Linked DNA regions of Mus musculus: region 2 is linked to region 1. A link is a contact called in public Hi-C data. All regions are on one chromosome and are shown on one strand. Each heading gives the region's core, a stretch centred on a gene start, on an enhancer-like site or on the middle of the called end of the contact. The rest is flanking DNA. Distances are from core to core; before and after follow the strand shown.

The links. Hi-C and Micro-C count contacts between places; a contact is called where the count stands out from the background.
Region 2: a Hi-C map of the AML12 cell line shows a contact between it and region 1, with 2.3 times the contacts expected there. The contact joins the promoter of Ntm here to the enhancer-like site in region 1. A contact is called at or near these places in 1 of 39 promoter capture datasets (hippocampal neurons) and 13 of 484 Hi-C or Micro-C datasets (the AML12 cell line, the HPC-7 cell line, brain and 5 more).

What each region holds. Positions count from the first base shown.
Region 1 is chr9:29,327,036-29,333,795 of GRCm38.p6, forward strand. All of the region lies in intron 1 of Ntm (neurotrimin), which reads right to left. Among named protein-coding and RNA genes, the nearest start is that of Ntm, 82 kb to the right of the region's middle. Within about 2 kb of position 3,691, at least 3 of the 459 cell types and tissues checked have an H3K27ac peak or open chromatin away from gene starts, as enhancers often do. A contact at or near this core is called in the AML12 cell line, where this site is marked.
Region 2 is chr9:29,409,320-29,416,079 of GRCm38.p6, forward strand. It overlaps Ntm (neurotrimin), which reads right to left and starts at 3,366. Exons shown (of 7, transcript NM_001357602.1): 1 at 2,237-3,366. The coding sequence starts at 2,403.

The sequences.
Region 1 (6,760 bases), core at 2,441-4,940:
CACATACACACACAAATACACACACACATACACACACACACATACACACGCATATACACATACACACACATATATACATACATACACACACATATACACATACACACATACACACACATACACACACACATTTACACACACAGACACATACACACACACACACACACATATACATACACACACGCACTCCTGAATGAAAAATCTGAATGTTAAAACTAAAGATTATATTTATGAACAGCAATAAGTGCCTTGAATTTCAATTTAGCCACCTTAAAGAACATAAAATATAGGCTCAAGATGGCTCAGATTTACCAACTTTGCCTGGAACCATTTGCACCCAAGTTTGGTCACCAGTATCCATATAAAAACAACAAAAAGATCTGTTTGTGATAGCATGCACCTGTTAGCTCCATGCTGCAAAAGCAGACACAGAGGCTTCCCAGGGCTCGCTAGTCACATAGTGTAGCTGAATCCATGAACCGGAGAGTCAACCAGTGTCTCAAAAACCCAGGCTGTGGCTGCAAATAGATGTCAGTGATAGAAAGCCTGCCTGGAGTGCATGAAACCCTAGGTTCAAATCCCCAGGCCCTCAAAATAGAACACAAGCAATGTGGAGAGTTAATAAGGGGATGGCCAACAGCAGATTATCTCTGACCTCCATATACACACCTGTACACACATGTGCAAACCCACTTATGCACACACACTGTACACACACACACACACACACACACACACACACACAAGAAGTCCTCATTAAGGAGAGTATAAGATTTGCATTTAAGTTAAGAAGAAAGATCTACCCTTCTATTGAAATCAGCAATTTTCTTGTCACTGGCTATGAGACTTGGAAAGTTGTTTTTTTTTTTTTTTAATGTCTTTATCTTTATGTTTTGTTGTCTTCAAAACACAGTGTATAAAATCTATTCTGTTAAACTTACTGGCTGCTTTTGAGGGTCAAGATCAATAAGATTGATTCTTCTACCCCAGCTTCCAGCGATCTAGCTCACACAATAACACTATGGGGTGTGTTGTTTAGTTGTTCCAAATATTTGCAGCTTCTCTTCAGGAAAGAGTTATAGTATTCAGTGCACTGACATCAGTTTTGGTCATCTGACTTGCTGTGGTCAACACAAAATGGAACAGAAGTCTCACATCTTATTATAAACTGGCAGCTTTGGGAGCAGTTATGTGGCTCTGCTCTTCTTTTCTCTCTGGAGCAAGATTCGGGGTCTAAACTCTAACCTACGCCTTCAAGCTTCGTCCTAAAATCTAAATAATAGATGTGTGTATGTCTCCATATATGTGTGAACATGTCTGTTGTCAGTCATTGAAATATTTAAGGCAGTTGTTATTGAAGCAGAAATCTGCCAAAGCTGATGGATACACAGGAGAGACTCAATCAACTTCAACTTCACCTAAACATTCCCCAAGTTTAACTGACCCAGCTTCCTTGGGAAACATCCCCCCACCTATAAAGAAGTACGTGCTACACTTTTATTACCTTAGCCCTTTTCTCATCTTGTATATTAAATAATTATTTTAATAATTCATTTTATGCCAAGTAGAGTTATCATTATGATATAATAATGTAATCTGATTCTTTGATAAAGAAAACACATAATTTGAAATAATTTCATAAGAACAAAACGGGGCTGGGTGGTGGTGGTGCATACCTTTAATCTCAGTGCTTGACAGACAGAGGCAGGTGGATTTCTGAGTTTGAGGCCAGCCTGGTCTACAAAGTCAGACCTGGCTATATAGAGAAACCCTGTCTCGGGGGAAAAAATGGGAAAAATGCTTCGAAGTTGCAATAAAGCAATGATATACACATAAAAAATGTTTTAATAGAATAAATGTGTATCTGTCAATACTAATTTACCCAATTAGTCTATTTTTGTAAAGTTTCCCTTTATGGTAAGATATTAGGCTCAGGATTGTCTAATATATTAGAATCACATAGAAGGGTTTAATATTTTAAAAGGGAACCCTTCCCTATGTATTAGGAAGCAACATATCCCAATGATTGATTGTAAAACCAATAAAGTTTTCAGTGTCACTTTTTTTTAAGCAATTGTTTATTTTTGTGTACATTGGTGTTCTGCCCACATGTCGGGATAGGAGAGTTGAATCCACTGGAGCTGGAGTTACTGGCAGCTAGGAGCCACCATGCGGGTGTTGGAAATTGAAAGCAGGCTCTCTGGAAGAACAGCCAATGCTCTTAAGCACTGGGCCATCTCTCCAGTCCCCTGTGCCAAGAGTTTTAAGATTTAACTTTTTTTATTTCTTATGTGTAAATGTACGTCTGTACTCCTGTGTCTAGGTGCCAGTAGAGGCCAGAAGATGGCATCAGATACACTGAAACTGGACTCTCACATTGTGAGCCACCTGCCATAGGGGCTGGAAACTGACCTCTGGTCATCTACAAGAGCAGCATGCATGTTTAACCACTAAATGGTCTCTCTGTGCTCACTCACTATTATATAACTGAAAATCAAGTGTTTTCTAAAATGAAGGTTCCAGACCCATGAGTGCTAAACTTACAGACCCAGATAGATGTACTTCACCTGGTGCTTAGTTTGTCCTTTTACCAAATCCACAATCCAGGCCCATTACTACAAAGGCTTACCATTAAAAAAGAATCATAATATCTGGAGGATTATAGTTTGGTCATTTAAACCCTATTTAAATGGGGGGAGCCCTCTAATTAGAAGCCTTCTTGTCACTCACCTTTACTTTTTTATAATCTCAGCAGCCTTCTTTGCTCCACCAACATTCAACTCATCAGGCCCAGAAAACTGTCCAAGAAACGGCATGGCCATACAGCACACATGTCAATTTCTCTAGAGAACTGCTTTACCTGGATCTGGCAATGTTCATTTCCTTCACATGGAGAAAAACCTTGTCTCAGCCAGAAGGGGTGATGACAAAACCTATCCCACCATACCTATCCTGCCATGCCCACACCACCATGCCTACCTGCCATTGGCAAGGAATACTGTCCAAAGAAGGACTACCACTTCCAATCAGTGTATTGCCAGTTCACCAGGAATAAGCTACATTTTTACTTACTAATCCAACTTCAAGATGGAGAAAGCTCAATACAACATTGCCATGTTACCCTGCTACACCTGTTCCCTGGGGATTTTTTTGTAGAGTGAAATAGCCCCAGGCAAAGGAAGAGTTGTAAGTCAGTCCACAAAGAACTTCAAGTTAAGTATAAATGGTATGCCTTGAATAGTTTTGTGTCCCCAAAAGCCATATACTGAAACATATTAGCCAAGGTACCAATGTCAGAAAATGTATTTAGAGGGTGTGAGTGTGGATTAGGTCCTGATTGCAGAACATTCATCATAGGATTAGTATCCCTTCATCATAGGATTAGTATCCATTCATCATAGGATTAGTATCCATATGAGCAGTTACCCCAGAAAACTGAACTATCCTTTCTCATGTGTCCAGACTCAAGAAGAAACACGATGGAAAGGTAGGCCCTTTACCAGACTCCAAATTAGCCAAGGTCTTGATCATGAATCCCAACCCTTCAGATTATGAGGAGTAATGATTTACTACTTCTACACTGTGACCTATAGTATTCTGTTACAGCAGCTTGCATAGATCAAGACAGGAAGCATGTCCTCAGGGGCAGACATTCTATGTGACTCAACATTGCTTCCAGTGTGTATCCCACTCAGACTTCCTCAGAAAATGACTAATCGTCAACTGAGTGACTGTCCAAGTGAACAACACAGCATATTTGAACACAGTGATTTGCTCTCATCAGCACCAGAGACTACCAAGCAAATGAATTATTTAACAGAAGGCGAAGGCTAAGTTATATGAGTACACTTGCTTAAAAAATCTAACACTTTTAATTTAATTTTTTTTTTACTAATTCACTTTACATCCCACTCACTACCCAGCTCCTAGTCACCACCTCTCATAATCCTTCCCTCCTCCCTCCTCCCCTTCTCTTCTGAGCAGGTGCAGCCCACCTGGATATCACTCCACTCTAGCACATCAAGTTTCTGCAAGTTAAGGTGCATCCTCTCCTTCTGAGGCAGCTCAGCTAGATATCCCTATATATGGACAACAACTTTCGGGATAGCCACCACTCCAGTTGTTTGGGACACACATGAAGACCAAGCTACACATATATGCAGGAGGCATAGGTCCAGCCCACATAACTGCTTTAGTTGGCAGTTCAGACTCTGAGAGCCCCAAGGGTCCAGGTTAGTTGACTCTGTTGGTCAACCCATCCACAATATTTTCAAACAAAATTTATCCTGTCTACAAGCAATGCAGGCACACTTGATGGAACAGAGACTAAAGCAATGGCCAACCAATATCCAGCCCACCTTAAGACCCATACTATGGGCAAACAGCAATCTCTGAATCTATTAATGATATTCTATTATGCTTATAGATGGGATCCTAGCCAGCATGGCTGTTCTCTGAGTGTCTCCACCCAGCAGCTGACTCAGATAGATACAGATAACCACAGGCAAACAGTAGATGGAGCTTGGAGACTATTGTGGAAGAAAAGAAGGATCATGGCCCCAAAGGGGACAGGAACACCACAAGCAAACCAAGAGTCATCTAATTTGAAAAAGCTAACACTTTCATGGCAGTAAGAAATTTCTTTTATTTGTAGCATCCACATAAGGCCCACAGGACACATATGTCTTCCACCAAGATCTCAGGCAACTTCTCTCAGTCTCTGGGTCTCCAGATACCACATCAAGGGCAAAGACTTTCAAGGCCTGTTCTGAAACCTGTTAGTTTGTTTTGTTGTAAAGCCAAATTAAAATACAGGATAGGATGTGAGAGAGTAGGGTAGAACATTACTTTTACACATAGTAAGTAAACTGGCCTGTATATTCAGGTGGCTTACATATACACATGTGCATGTGTACTTGCTTGTCTGTCCTTTATAATTAAAATATGGTGAGTTATGAGTTGATATAAAATATTTGAAAATCATTAATATAGATAAAAAAAGCTAGGCAGACCCGATGAATGCATGTCTCCCACTTGCCGGCTCTTCAGCTTCATTAAAAAAAAAAATGACTCTACCATTTAGAGCACTGCCTTTTTGTCCATAGAAGCAAATTATTTGGATTAAAATTTCAATGAAATACTGTAAAAGTAATGTTTATATGGAATGAAAGATCCATACAGAAATATTTCTCTTTCCCACTTTTACCTTTTTGATTAACACAGAGACATTTTAGAATAATATAACCATCTTTGCTTCATCATTATATTCCTATCCATCAGATTTCCCATACCAGAAATTATATTCCTTAAGAACTAAAAAAATCAGTTATCACTCACAGAATGTTTATTGGAATCCTTTTAAAAGGCAGTGGGAGTAAATCTTTAAACAATGAACAATTCTTCAAGCAATGAATAACCCGGGGCCTCATGAAGCTTACATTCCAGACAAAGAGGGTCATTAAAATCGAATGAGCCAGAACCAAGAGCTGAAGTGTTTAGGCAAATATTAACACATGGGTGCATGAGACAAAGTGCTGAGTGGAAAGACCAGAGGGATTAGACAGAAAACTTGGAAGTCTTGTTCTGGTGTTGTTACATATAAATGTGTGCCACACATCTGGTGACATGATAAATAAATGCTTAATAAACTAAGATTTTAAAATGAAGGGAGGGAAAAGCAAGTAGACTTTATAATTAAGTGATGGAATGGACTAGGACAGGCCCTTTGAATTCTTCCAGTGTCTGCACAGTGACTAAAAATCTTGAGACAGGGTGGGGAGGGGGATCAAGCTTTAGTGGAAGCCATGCTTAAAGTCACATTTGTTGAAACAGGCTATAAAATCCAGAACAACAGATGATTGTCATCCAGTCTCTGCAGTGCTGTTTCATGTTAATTGCCAGCACAGACAAGTCCCTGGAGGCTATATCTTTAGCGGCCAAAGGACCTGTCAAGGTTGATGTTTCAACTTTGAAACAGCTTCCAATAGACCAGATGGAGTTCTTTGGGAAAACAGTGAAGGTTCCCTGAGAGATATTTTCAGTTCTAAGTAAAAACAGACTCACAGAGATACAGAATAGCTCCATCCAAAATAGGGGTGAGATTTCAAAGGTCTCCAGTTCAGAAGGCTGTGAATACTTGGTGTCATTATTCTGGGTTTTCGAGGTGCATATTGGGTGTGTTAGGGCTATGTAGATTAACAAGAAGAAGAGAATGATATAGATTTATCAAGTACATGTGCTTTTTCTACTTCTAATGAGGCTATGACCCAGTGGACTCATTCTACATTGAAAACATCGTAATTGAAATGAATTTCATATATCGAACCTATCAAACACTGTGAACTAGCCTGGCCTGGGTTAAGTGTGCTTCCAAAATCATAGTGACATGTAATTGGTCAAAGTCATGTAACACAAACCCTACTTCATATCAAAGTGCTGAGTGTTGAGTAACTTATTAAGTACTGAATTTAACCTAAACTCATAGGTGCTTACATAGTAAATTTTTATAGTATTACTATATATAAAATGCTTGTGTGGGTCCATCATAAATAAGAACTCCTGCTCTTGTCCTGATGACATCTTATGGAACCAACCCACTCCTAAGACAATATAAGTTGGGAGTATTTATCAAAATGATCACTCACTATTCACTACACCAAAACTTGCTTTATCTTTTTATCTTTTTAGGTACATATTGGCTGACATCGTTCAACCCATTTTGCCATTACATACATGTCACTAGATAAGAATTCCGCCCAAT
Region 2 (6,760 bases), core at 2,116-4,615, 82 kb after region 1:
TATTCTCTTTAAGGACTACAAAAGACCTCCAGGATAATACTGATGAGAACAAAGCCAAATAAAAAGTAACCAGCGCAGAAAGCCCTCTGCTGGTCATGAGGGGAACTGCAGTCTTGCTGCAGGGTGGCCTTCCATGTGAGCAGAGGACTTCAGCCCCTATTTCTTGATCAGAAAGAAGACCCTGGATCATCTCATCCCTCAGTTTTAGGGTTCCATCCACTGAGACGTCCACCCTCCTGAAAGTCGCAAAGATATTCGGTCTTTTGGCCTGACACAGCATAGCTTAGATGGTGACCATCCTGATGTATATATAGGGAAGCAGCCTCACCCATATCCTCATAGTGTTGTTTGTGTTCAAACAAGACCACTGTGTGAACTGTCTGCGAAACTGTAAACAAACGCTGGTGTCTGAAAGAGACTACGGCAAGAGCAAAGCAGTCAATACATAATAATGCCCTGTTAGAAACAAGTCCAGGGCCCTGGCACCTGCTGGATACAGTCACTCTCAAAAGGCCATATCCTCCTGAACTATGGGACTACTGCTGTCCTGGGGTGACATTTTGGTCACTCCAATCCCCTTGCTTCCCTTAGAATGTGAGAGTCACTGTGGAGGTCTATTGATAGCTTCAGATCTCTAGGTCACTGACCAACTTCTTTTCTCTTTTGTCACTGTTCTGTGTGTGGATAGGTGTCTATGTGTATCTAAAACAATCCACCATAGATAGTGTCTCTATTTTGTCCCTGGAGGTCTGCTCCCTGTAGCCAAGGATTAGGGTCAGAGGGGGCATCTACAGAACACTAAATTTTCTTGACTATATTGTTTAGAGGTTTGTCTTTGTTTTGAAGAAGTCTGGAACCGATGCATATTTAAAACCAGATAGTTCATCTTAATCTAAAGTAGTCCCTACAAAGTTCATTCATGTGACAATAAGTAACCAGGAGTTCCTTGGAGTCATAAGAGTTAGGTCCTCAAAGACAAAGGATTTGGGGATGTTTGCAGCCCCTTGTGTGGTTTCTTTAAATCACGTGTATTTTTTGAAAATGTCCTCACAACTCAACTCTGTAATATCAGCACTCACTCCCCAAGATCGTCTGTCCTGTGGGTACCCTGTGCACAGTCCACAGGTACTCCAAGCTCATCACTGATGGAACCAGGACATTTGGCACCAAGGCCAAGGTTCATTTCCCAAGAATCTCCACGTTAGAGGATGAAAATAGTTTCCTGTTGCCTGCAGTCAGTACCATTGGCCAGTTTTTAAAACTTTATTAAAAAGGACACACTAAGTCAAGGAGAGGTACGGAGAGTTGCTTGCTCCCTTAAAAATTCCAGAGATGAGAATTTCCCATTACAATCATCCGGCGTGTAGCCCTCCTGTGAGTGGTGTGGTTTTATCAACTGGAAATGGAGTCAGTGCTTCAGTAGCAATATCGCGAGGGAGACAGTCTTGCCCCACTTAGCACAAAATGTAGCTAAGATTCTTCTCCTCCTCCTCCCCAGAGCTTGCAACCCTCAACCCCAGAACCGACCCAACACAACACTAAAGCTTAGGGTTTGCTGAGTGCCAAGTTTTGTACATGCTGCTTTGGTGAGCATGCATAACAATCAGAGCACGGTCCACTCGTGTAGAAGGCATTCTCCACAGACAAATCACAGTCCATGGTACCAGTGTCCAAAAGCCACATTCAGACAGGAAATCACATCTGCCTCTGCCCACCGTATCATGGAACAGACAACCCAGGAAAAAAACGTTAGTAAAATCCAGGCTCAGGAAAAGAGGTTTTTTTTTTTTGCAGAGTCCAGACCCTGTGGCAACTCTCAATGGCACGGGTAGTGCGAGGGCATCCACACCAAGCCAGATCCCTGCTTTGGGACTCATTAACTTCAGCAGGGAGATCATCCATGCTGAGTCTCAGCCAAGCCCCAGGTCACCATAGCTGTCAGGCTCGGGAAAAGGCAGTAGCAGGACCATTGGCTTCAAAATAAGACAGCTATCCCTCACCTTTAACAAACCCTTGGGTCAAAGGAGCCAGGTTTGGAAAGCACAGCTCTCCCCTAGCATTACCCTGAGGTTGCCACATTCCTTGGTAGAGCAGTTAGCTCATCCAGGAATTGTGCAGCGCAGCAAGCTAGGGATCTCTCCACTAGCCCTGGCTTGCTCCAGAGCACACACCCGCACCCCTGCCCCTTTGCCCCAGCCGAAACAAATCATCATTTAGTAGAGTGGCAGTTCCCTACCTGAGGGTGGCGCTCTCCCCCTGCCTGACCGTCACGTTGTCCATAGCTTTGGGAAAGGTGGCATCTCCGCTACGCACCGGCACTCCTGTGGGTACAAGGAATAGCAGCCTGAGAGACACGACCACGAGGCACTTCCAGGGCAGGAACAGGTACCCACAGACCCCCATTCTCGACAGCCACAACTTCCCAGAACTCCGGTAGTGGCACGCACACGCCCCCCGGGCGAGCACAGGAAGTGGGTGGGGTGGGGAGTGAGCGCGGGGACCCAGCGATGAACTAGCGGCGACCGCGCGATGCACTGGGAGGAGAAAAGCGCGCAGACTCCTCCAAGTCTAATATTCCTCCCCTAAATCCAGCCTCAGCTCGCAGCCTCCGAGAACCAGTTTCCACACACATCCGAGGCGGACTTTCTCCGTGCTGCCTGTAGCCAGGAAGGTGGCCAGGAAGGAGAAGCGCAAGGCAGGCAAGCAGGCGCACAGGTGCGGGTCTCAGAAGCTGCCTCTTCCCCGTAGCAGTTCAGGCATGGCACTTTGGACAGGAGTAAGCACTTTGGTATCCAACGGGGTTGTGGCTGGGTTGAATCCAGCTACCCAGATGTGGTCTACGATTCCTCAGTCGAACGAGAGGAAATCCAGCACTTTCTTAAGTTTCAGAGCAAGGCTCGGCGCCAGAAACAATCTGGAACAATAGCAGATGGAAAGTAGAGCACGCAAGAGGCGGCACGGAGGGAGCAAGGAGGCGCCTGCTAAGCCGGCTTCCTGCAATCCGGACTCGGGAATCCTGCCGCAGAGCCACGGTCAACTTGCTCAGAGCCCAGATTCGCGCTGCAGCTTGGGCTGTCTCTGCAGCGCAGCAGCAAGGTTGGAGCGGCGCGGCAGGGGCGGACCGCAGCGGTCCCTAGCCCGCTCTCTGGCTCGCTGCAGAAGACGAAGCGCAGTCGGCACCACCGGAGCCGCGGACGCCACGCTCAGCGGCCGCCCCCGGCCTCCGCGCTGCCTTCCTCCCGGGAGCAGCCCCGACGCGCGCGGGCCCCGACCGCCGGGGTTGTCATGGCAGCAGCTCCATCCCTGACCGCCACTTTCTCTCCTTGCCGACTCCAAGCGATCCGGCTGGCGGGAGGCACGGACTGTGCGCTCATCCTGGCGGGTGCGGGGCGCGGGCGCCCACCTTAACCCCCGCCGCGCCGGGCCAGGGCAGGGCGGTGTACCACCTCTGGCCACCGTTTTAACCATTTCCGGATTTGAAGAGCTAGCTCTTCGCAATTAAGAAGACAAAGTTACTGTGAGGTCTTAATAACCCTAGACATCTTAATAAGGGTCACAAACTAACTAGGAAGAGAAGAGCCTGCAGCATGCATATGTGCACCTTTAAAATGGTCAAATTAATTCTATCAGCATTGAGAGTACATTTACAACGTTAGGAAGATGCTTTAAATAATCTCATTTTTATTCAATGTTACACCACCCTTTGCACTACACCCACCCTCTTAAAACCCCGCAGACTCAACACAGCCATTCTAAGAGATAGTCCACGTAAAATATAAATGTGGAAATTCCAGAAGGACCTTGGTTGATGGAGTGAGCAAAATCCCTTTAAAATGTTGGTCAAGTTCAACACAGCCTTTTTTCAATTCCCCAACCTCACCCCAGACACTGAGAATGCTAACTGGGTAAAAGGTACACAGGCATGGGCCAGTGTAAGCCACAGCCTTGTTTATAAAGAAGATTCTCTGGGTTCTGGGTTCACACTCTGGCGTACCTGATTTCATCTCCAAGAGGCGTGGCTTTCTTTAAATCTTTGAAGCCCAAAGAAAGACTGGATATGCCTGAGCTTCTGTGACTTCTCTCTGTCTGCTGCTGGTTCCTCTGTGCCTACATCATGTTTCTCCCTTCACACTAACTCTGATGGACCATGCCTGGTCCCTGTACAGGGAACAGGGTAGATCCGTTAGAACAGTGTGGGTAACGCCAATAGGCTCCCTTCCCTGGAATTTCCAGTCCTGAGCTCCCAATACTGTCCTGAATTGTTACTGGGAAAGGAATGGGGGTACACTGGTTCTGTTTATTTCCCTAGACTTTCTCTTGCATTCAGTTGGGGCACTATTTTTTTTAAAAAGTCTATGAAATAAAAGTGGGTGGGGGGGAGTGCTTCCCCAAAGCCATCCAACACCAGATACGAAGAAAACATTACTACAGAACCATTATTAACCTCAGAGGTGCTGGTACCAATGAACATTGACGCTATGGAGTCACACCAGCCGTTTCCATGTAGATAGTATGTAAGGATCCACACGTGCACCTGTCCCACAATCTCCCCCTCACACTACTACAGTGGAGGGGTGGGTAGAGGTCAGCTGTGGAATGTGTTAACCAAACTCAAAAATGGCAAAAGAAGATGAGTAAGCTAGCTTTTCTAGCTTTGTAGTTGCCCAGACACTTCTGGGCTGTGAAGTATTGAGCAGCTTTACACTGGAGGTAGCAGAGTACTTGACATCAATTCATTACCAATTCCCTATTGTCTCCTCTAGTGACTTCTTCTGATATTAAAGTCTCAGGGAACTCATTCACTATTTTGACCATACCTTTTGACGTATGGTGCCCCAAAATGCTGACTGTTGACTTATGACAGCAACAAATGGCTTTTTTTCCAAAGCCTATTTTGTCTCATTCTCCAGTGGGAAAATATGAAAATGTGAAATTAAACTGTTTGGTTCTGTCAAGAGTTTCATGAGCAGGGGCAGAAAGTGTGAGTTTCTCTTTGCTGATGAATAGGCTTCTGGGTTCAAGGCTCTTCCCTTAAATCCAGCGCATTACTAATAATCCACTAACTATCCTCCTAGGGTCCCATCACAAGCCCTCTTCCTAGATGCCACACGCATGGAAACAAACTCCTTTTGGGCTTTGGAGCCATCTCCCTCCAGACCCAGGCCTGAGAATGAATGGAGCTGACTCCTTTCATGACAAATTCTAATTCGGTCTCTTGCATCTAATTCCAAATAGGTGCAAATGAGCATTAGGTTTTGCATCTACAAATGGGGATAATGACAACCAACAGGCTGTCCCAAGGGACCTACATACATGATTAACTCTACAGGAAAAATACTTAGAAAACCATTTAGGGTGGAAGAGCCTTTATTAATACATTTTTTTTCTGTTTCTGCTTTGTTATTATGGCTAGACAGAAAAAATAATCCTCACGGGCTCCTTGAGACATGAATGCATTTCTTCTTAGACAGGCAGAATGTTTTTGTCTCAGACCATGAGGAACAGTGCGAACCTTCAGCTTCCCAGTGGCTGTCCACAGAAAGCCCCACAGTGCTCAGGTCTCTCTAGGAGTACAAAGAAAAGCCACTCACAACCTCTGCTCCATGGGCCTAGGGAATCCAAGTTCCACTCACAAATAAAAGTCAAGAAAGTGGCCTAAGGTCAGAGATTCCCACCTAATTAACAAGACAGATCGGCTTTATTCAAACTTGCTATAGACGTGCTTTAAAAAGACGAAGATCAAAATCGCATGTCAATTGCCTTCCCATCCCCTAATCCCTAAATATAACCAGCACTTAGTGGCTTATCTTATATCCTGTCTCTAGCTTCATAAAAACTGCTGGATTTATTTTATTTTTCCCAGCATATCTGAGTTAATGAAAAAGGGATGACAGTCAGAGCAATTTCATTATTTGTGTTCTTTATAGAAACAACTTCCTCTCTGCCTCCTGGAAAGCAGACTCCTAAGGAGCGCCACCTCCACCTTCATTTCCCCTCCCATCCCCTCTCCTTCCTCCCGTCTTTCTCACATACACATATACTGTACACATAAATCAACTTGTCACAGCTTGTCTCTACACTGACAGCTGTAATTGCTTCAGGTTATAAAAATATCTTTAGGACAATACCTTTCAAGCTTGCTCTCTCTCTCTCTCTCTCTCTCTCTCTCTCTCTCTCTCACACACACACACACACACACACACACACACACACACACACACAAGCAGATTAGAATGTGTGGTGGCTTCCACCTGACCTGGCACCTGTACACTGAACTAGGGTTTGAACAGGATTTCTCCTGAAGATGGTCGGTCCACTCGGTTTTTCTTTTTCTTTGTACTTCATGTTACCCACAGCAAGCTAGAGTGAGCTAAAGAGCCATGACTATTCCACCATGCAAGAAACAAGAGACAGAGCAGTAGCTCAAGAAAGGCCAGCTCTAGTTCTCTACAAAAGGGAAAGGCCCCCCTCTCCTGGTGGAGATTTCAAACAGAAGTACAGGCAAGATGAAAAATGCAGGGTGGTTAGTGAGTGGCCTGACATCAAATAGATATTGGAAGATTTAATCAGAAAGAGCAGTGTAAATCTGGATAAAGAGGTGCCTCCAGGGGTATAGGGAAGGGCTGGGCTTTGGAAAAAATGTGTGCTATTTTTTGCTCCTCTATGAATACAGGATCACAATAAAAACCCCTGCTCATCGGGCTGTACTCGAGTGTGTTAGGATTTCAGTGGGAAGAACAACAAGGCATCATGAAGACGG